Linked DNA regions of Oryzias latipes: region 1 is linked to region 2. Evidence: chromatin contacts called from public Hi-C data. All regions are on one chromosome and are shown on one strand. The core of a region is the stretch at or near the end of the contact, and the rest is flanking DNA. Distances in the headings are between cores, read along the strand shown. Region 1 overlaps ehbp1 (EH domain-binding protein 1). Region 2 overlaps wdpcp (WD repeat-containing and planar cell polarity effector protein fritz homolog).

Region 1 (2,787 bases), core at 217-2,716, 200 kb after region 2:
GCCTGACTTTAAGTGTTTAAATTATTCTGTAGGAGGCTAAAGGTAAGTCACACCAACCATAGACTTGAGTCAAAAAGTACAGGATTTAGTGCCACCTACCTGTGAAGTTTCAGACTGTTTTTTGATTGCAAGTTAAATATCTGTTAGTAACGTTTCTATTCTAAAATATTTTGTTTTCAAATAAATAAATACTTAAACCAAACAAAAGGTCAAACTTTCTTATGTCTATAATAAACAAAACTGTTGCCTGAGAAACATAACAATAATTTATTTTGTGAATTTAAGAATCAATATTGTTTTTTTTTTAGGAAAGATACATTTGTTTGCAATAAATTGATTTAGTAAACCCATCCTAATTAGCCACCTTAAAAGATTATATTTGTGAACATGCCTGAATCTGAGATTAAAGACAGAGTTATAGTAAACCAGCAAAAGTGGACTACCAGAACAAAAACTACCACAAATTTTCTTTTAGGAATCTATAGTAGCAAATTTAAATGATTAATGTTTTCCTAATGTTTGCATGAACTTAAAATCTATTCTATGAAAATCTATGCAAACAAAAATAAAAGTCTTCATTCATTTTTTGTGTGTGTTGATCAATTTGATGAAAAGTTGCTGCAGTGTTGCGCTAAAAAAACTTGTCAATGGAAATTTCACAATAAAGGTATGGGTTTTCTCAAAAGGCAGAGCTCAGAAATGTCCTCCCTCTTAAGTGGCATTGCTGTAATGCAAGTGAGGAAAATGTTGACTTCAATGCTGAGCGATGGGGGAGGAGCACAAAGATGGGGGCTTTGGAGTCTGGATGGCTGTATATATTCAATATATTCAGACATGATAGCTTCTCACTTTAATACAACTGTCCTCTGTGTGTGGTATTTAAATCCTCCCACAAAGCTTTGAAGATGAGGGAAGTTGGTCTCCAATCTCCAGCTTTGGCTGATATGCTAACCGAGTAAGAATACACGCGGCCATACATACACACATTAACCCCCTGCACCATGCATATACAAAAGAGCCCGTCTGCACAATGCCTTTAAATGTAGCCATCCAATCTTAACTCTCAATTTGCCCACCTTTTTGATAATATGTGCCTGTTTGAAAGAGGGTGAAAGGCAAGGGTAGCATGCAATTTGGAGATACTACTGTGCAGCCGTTTGCAGCCTTCACCCCCCTCTCCATCTTCTGATTATGTGATTCGCCCTGGCAGATGAACAAATAGAGGAGAGAAAAAGGTAGTGTTTGACACCGCCATTTTCAATGACAAAATACAATCTAGCCAGGGCCAGTAATTTGACAGTGAGGGATTAGAGCAGAGCGAGGTTGGGCCCTAAGATTAAGACGCAGCCACAGCTCTGGGATCTTGAATTTCATCATCTCCAGCGCTCGGGCACAATGGCGTATTCTTCCCCCTCTGTCCTTCGCTGCCTGATGAGGGGTCAGGAGAACTCACCTCTCCTTCTTCTTCTGGTCCTTGTGAAAAGAGCGGCACTCGTGTGTGCTGACTTCAAACTAACTTCCCTAGAAGGGGAGGCATGGCAGAGGGCCTGAATTTCTCTACTGGTCTCAGTTTTACAATGCGGGTGCACTTCATCCACACGTCTCAACATAAACAAACGTAGCCAGAGCCCCCCAACCGCTGACATTCAAAAGCAGACAAACATAAAGCTGACACGAAGAACCCATTTGTAAGCAGCATTTAGAAGCAGCTGCTTAGAAAGAATGCCCATTCTTGTGCTAGACTGCCCTCCAGTGGTCACTAATATTATCAGCATTCCAAATAAGACCGAAAATGAACAGATTTCCAGCACAAATGCAAGAGTAAATGCTAACAGCTATAGTAAGCTAAAGAACTAAAAAATGATCAAATTTAAAACAAGTTATTCGGTCAACACTAGTTGGTATGCGTGAGAACAAACTCAGGATAAAAAAATACATTAAAAAAATGAAAAAAATGCTGTGCATTTATATAGTGCTCATCTTCTTCAAGGCCCAAATACTTTACAGTCTTGATCCCGTTCATTCATTCACATCTGTTCATTCACAGATGCTGACAGAATTGCCACGCCAGGCACTAAACAGACCATTGGGAGAAATTTGGGGTTCAGTTTCTAGCCTGACGACACTCAGACACATGGATATGCAGGGTGGGAATCAAACCTGCAATCACAATCTCAATCCTTTTATTGAGCTTTTTGACACATACGAAGCAGTGTCAGAAAAGTACCTTATAAATAGAGGCTTAAAGTCCCACACCAATCCTCTTTTGAGCTACTGTAAAATCCTTCCCAGCGGTCTTTTATTTATGATTACGGCGTTTTTAGACAATATCCAAAAACCTGTGTCGCTTTCTAGGACCTAGTTTCTGCAGAGCAGCAGTAGTTCAAATGACTGAAGCAGGGTTAGGGTTTGAGTCAGATGCCAGCTCAGATGAGGACGAACCTAACAAAGAATCAGAAGATCCAATGAATCTAAAAATGATTTTCTGATGTTCTCACAACGAAATAATCAACTGAATTAAGTTTGCGAATAAAAACTTCAACAAATGTAATAAACAGATTTACTATGCTACTTGTGTCCGGCATAAGAAAAGTACCGTGTTTGTATTAAAGAGGCATGTCAGCGCCAACCAAGCAAGAGTGAAAATGTCTCCATAGTTTTGAGGTTTCTTCTTATCAGGTGCCAGCAGATGTGAGCTGTTTCAGTTGGTAATCATCAAGCAGGAGCAAGAGTGTGAGAGTGTGAGGGCAGCTGGTCCCCTCCCATCATTCCTTCCTCTTCTTCATT
Region 2 (2,924 bases), core at 341-2,840:
AAGAGAGTAAACCCCACTTTTGTCATTAAACTCTCTTTCTGCCTGTGGCGCAGAGGTACAGTGTTTGACCTCTGATCGGAGATTTGGTGTCGAAGTATCCTTAGGCAAGACCATTGACTGTATATGAGAACTGGACTGAGTGTGACGCCATCCATAGACAATGGTTTATTTCCCGCTCCAACAAAGTGAAGTCAATCCTTTTGTGATTCAGACGCCGCCATGTTGGAGCCAGAAGTCATCAGTAAGCAATGATTGGTCTGAGTTGGTCTGAGTCAACATTTCTATGGCAACCATTCTTGCCAATCAGGTGTGAGCTTGTTGGAAGGCCACACCCCTACCAGTTTAATGCGGACTAAACACAAAATCTACACAAAATCTGTCAGTCATACGTTTTTAACGTTTGGCGTGAGACCACATACTTTTATTGAGGCATCTGATCGGTCAGGTTATAACTTGAATAATTTGAAATGAAGAGAAAAAACACATGAAATTTAGGATTATCAAGACCATGTTAAAAAAAGCTAACAGAGCAAGAATGGTTATTCTGACAAATAGAATGACTGATTAATAGCTGTTTATTTCTTTATCAAAGTCTATGGGAACCAGCAGGTACTTACATCTAAAACATGAGGGCGGAGGGGTCACTTAGTCCTCTTCTCATTTACAGTCAAAGGGCAAGACACTAAACCCCACATTGCTCCTGGTGGTTATAGGTTATATGGCAGCCAATCCCCCATCAGTGTGTGAATGTTAGTTTGAACGAGTGAACGTGACTGTAAAGCACTTTGGGCTGGAATCAAGATACAAAGGTGCTACATAAGTAAGTATACACTATTTACCATTTGACAACTTCATTATCTGTGAAGGATCAGAGCTTTGTGCAGCAGGACCAAAAATTATGATGACCTGAAGAATGCTGCAGAATGTTATAAAGCAGCATTTAGAGCCATGATACCCGTGTTCATGTAACGCCTCAGGTTGCCTAAAGATAACGTCACAAACGGTGACCAGAGTGGGACAAGTCCTTGAAACGGTTCCTTTTTTTTTTTGACCAAACAGCCTTTTAATTTGGTTTGAGTTAAAAACAATGTCTTTTTTTTTTAACCATAAATGAAAGTTTGAAGAGACCAATCTGATAATCTGCTTGAAAGGAACTCCTTATATGTTGGGGTCTGTGTCGCTGATCCCGAGTTTGATCCAGTGTTTCTGCAGAGGTGAAGGTCGGCTGCCAGGTCCCTCTTTCACCCAGAGAAAATCTGCCTCACATCAATATTTACATGGAGTTGTCTTTGTGTCTCCTGTATACAGACCGTCCTGCTTGGGCTTTGAACATGTTGTCTCACTCTGCCCAGAGGAGCACAGATGAAAGGCTGGGGGGCTATGGCCCCCCCCCCCCCCCCCCCCCCCCTGAAAGCTGACTCTGTTTTCCCTGACCTGCTTCTTTAATGTCAGAAAAGTCTCAACCATCACAGAGGCAGATACAATAACCTGAGTCCACCAACACTCCACACCCCCCCCCCACCACCAGCCCACTGCACGCTGACTGTACACAGCTACAGCGCTGTATGGGGGGGAGAGGTAACCCACAGCAACCCCAGCCAGCAGTCAGAATGAGTGTGGCAGCTGTCCAGGACCCAGGCGGCCTGCTGGGGCCATGTGTGTGTGAGTGTGTGTCTGCAAACTGCAGTGTGTTGGCGTGCGCGCAAATGTTTGTGAAGCGAACCTGTTCAGCTCACAGCGTTTCATAAATATTCTTTAAAATAATGAGCGCCATGGTGGCACACAAAGCTTGGTGAAGTTGGATGAGGCCTCCTGCATGCTTCCCTCCGAGCGTGTGCACGTGTCTGGTTTGACTGCATTCTTTCAGGTGCACGTCTGTTGTGGAGATGTGTCTGAGTTTCTGTCTGAAACCAGAGTGGCCATCTTCAGCATCACCACACTCTCAGATTTTCCGGTTCTTTTGCACGTTCTTCAGCTCTCTTAGCCTCTCTATCAATCTTTCTGATGTGAAAATGTTTTGATCCATTACTGCTTTTTAGTTCAGGTTTTCTCACTTTTATAGTTATTGAAATATAAAACGCTAAATTCTCATTGAAAACAACAGAAAAGCTTCAACTGTTCTCTTTGAGAGCTGAGATGTTCAGCAAATCTTCAGCTACAAAGATCATTGAAAAGCTTGATAATTCTCTCTGTTAATCTACTTTTTAAAATTTGTCAATACTTGAGGTACATTTTTCATTGTTATAGCCATAGTTCTATTTTTTTTTTGTCTGTTGAAATATTCTGAAAATTTTAGGGGGCTTTATTGAAATAAATTACTTTTTAAAATCAATTTGGAATTTTTTTTGTCATGTTTATTCAAGCAGATCTTGAAGTATTTGTAGCTCTGTTTACCATTCCTTCCAAACTTCCAGAATGTTTTTCAGCATCTGCAGTGAATATCTGTACCTTCAGCTTTTGGCAGCAGTCAAACCTGGATCTAAGAAGTCACTTGTGTCCAAAGGCTGGTTTCTCCTGCAGGTTCATGTTTGCACGCATACCTTCATACAGATGTTTGGCAGCTCTTTTCACTTCCTGCTCACTGGGCATTGGTTCCTTTTGTTTACCTTCAGCAGGAACATAAAAGCACAGATGATCTCTTCAGCATGAAAGGCCGCAAAAAAACAAACATCGTCTTTAAATCCCTTCGTTATTATGAATATATTTCATGAAACCAGCATGCAAATGAGTTCTGAGAGGGATTTTTATCGTGTCTTGGTGTTTATGAAAGCTTTGGCTCACAAGTTTCTATAGAGATTTATTGTTTGTTCTCATGCTGCTGCAGCTCAGACCTCCTTAATTAGTCTGATCCGCTCAGTTATTATATAGGCTGTCTTTTGTATTCTATGTGCAGCTATTCATTTTGTCATTTTAGTTTATTAATG

Evidence for each region. A called contact is a pair of places that touch in the nucleus more often than the background predicts.
Region 1: a Hi-C map of embryo shows a contact between it and region 2, with 2.2 times the contacts expected there. The contact joins two enhancer-like sites. A contact is called at or near these places in 3 of 5 Hi-C or Micro-C datasets (embryo and fibroblasts).

What each region holds. Positions count from the first base shown.
Region 1 is chr15:12,128,710-12,131,496 of ASM223467v1, forward strand. All of the region lies in intron 5 of ehbp1 (EH domain-binding protein 1), which reads right to left. Among protein-coding and RNA genes, the nearest start is that of ehbp1, 25 kb to the right of the region's middle. Within about 2 kb of position 1,467, at least 1 of the 8 cell types and tissues checked has an H3K27ac peak or open chromatin away from gene starts, as enhancers often do. A contact at or near this core is called in embryo, where this site is marked.
Region 2 is chr15:11,928,276-11,931,199 of ASM223467v1, forward strand. The region is part of intron 3 of wdpcp (WD repeat-containing and planar cell polarity effector protein fritz homolog); the gene reads left to right. Among protein-coding and RNA genes, the nearest start is that of wdpcp, 16 kb to the left of the region's middle. Within about 2 kb of position 1,591, at least 4 of the 8 cell types and tissues checked have an H3K27ac peak or open chromatin away from gene starts, as enhancers often do. A contact at or near this core is called in embryo, where this site is marked.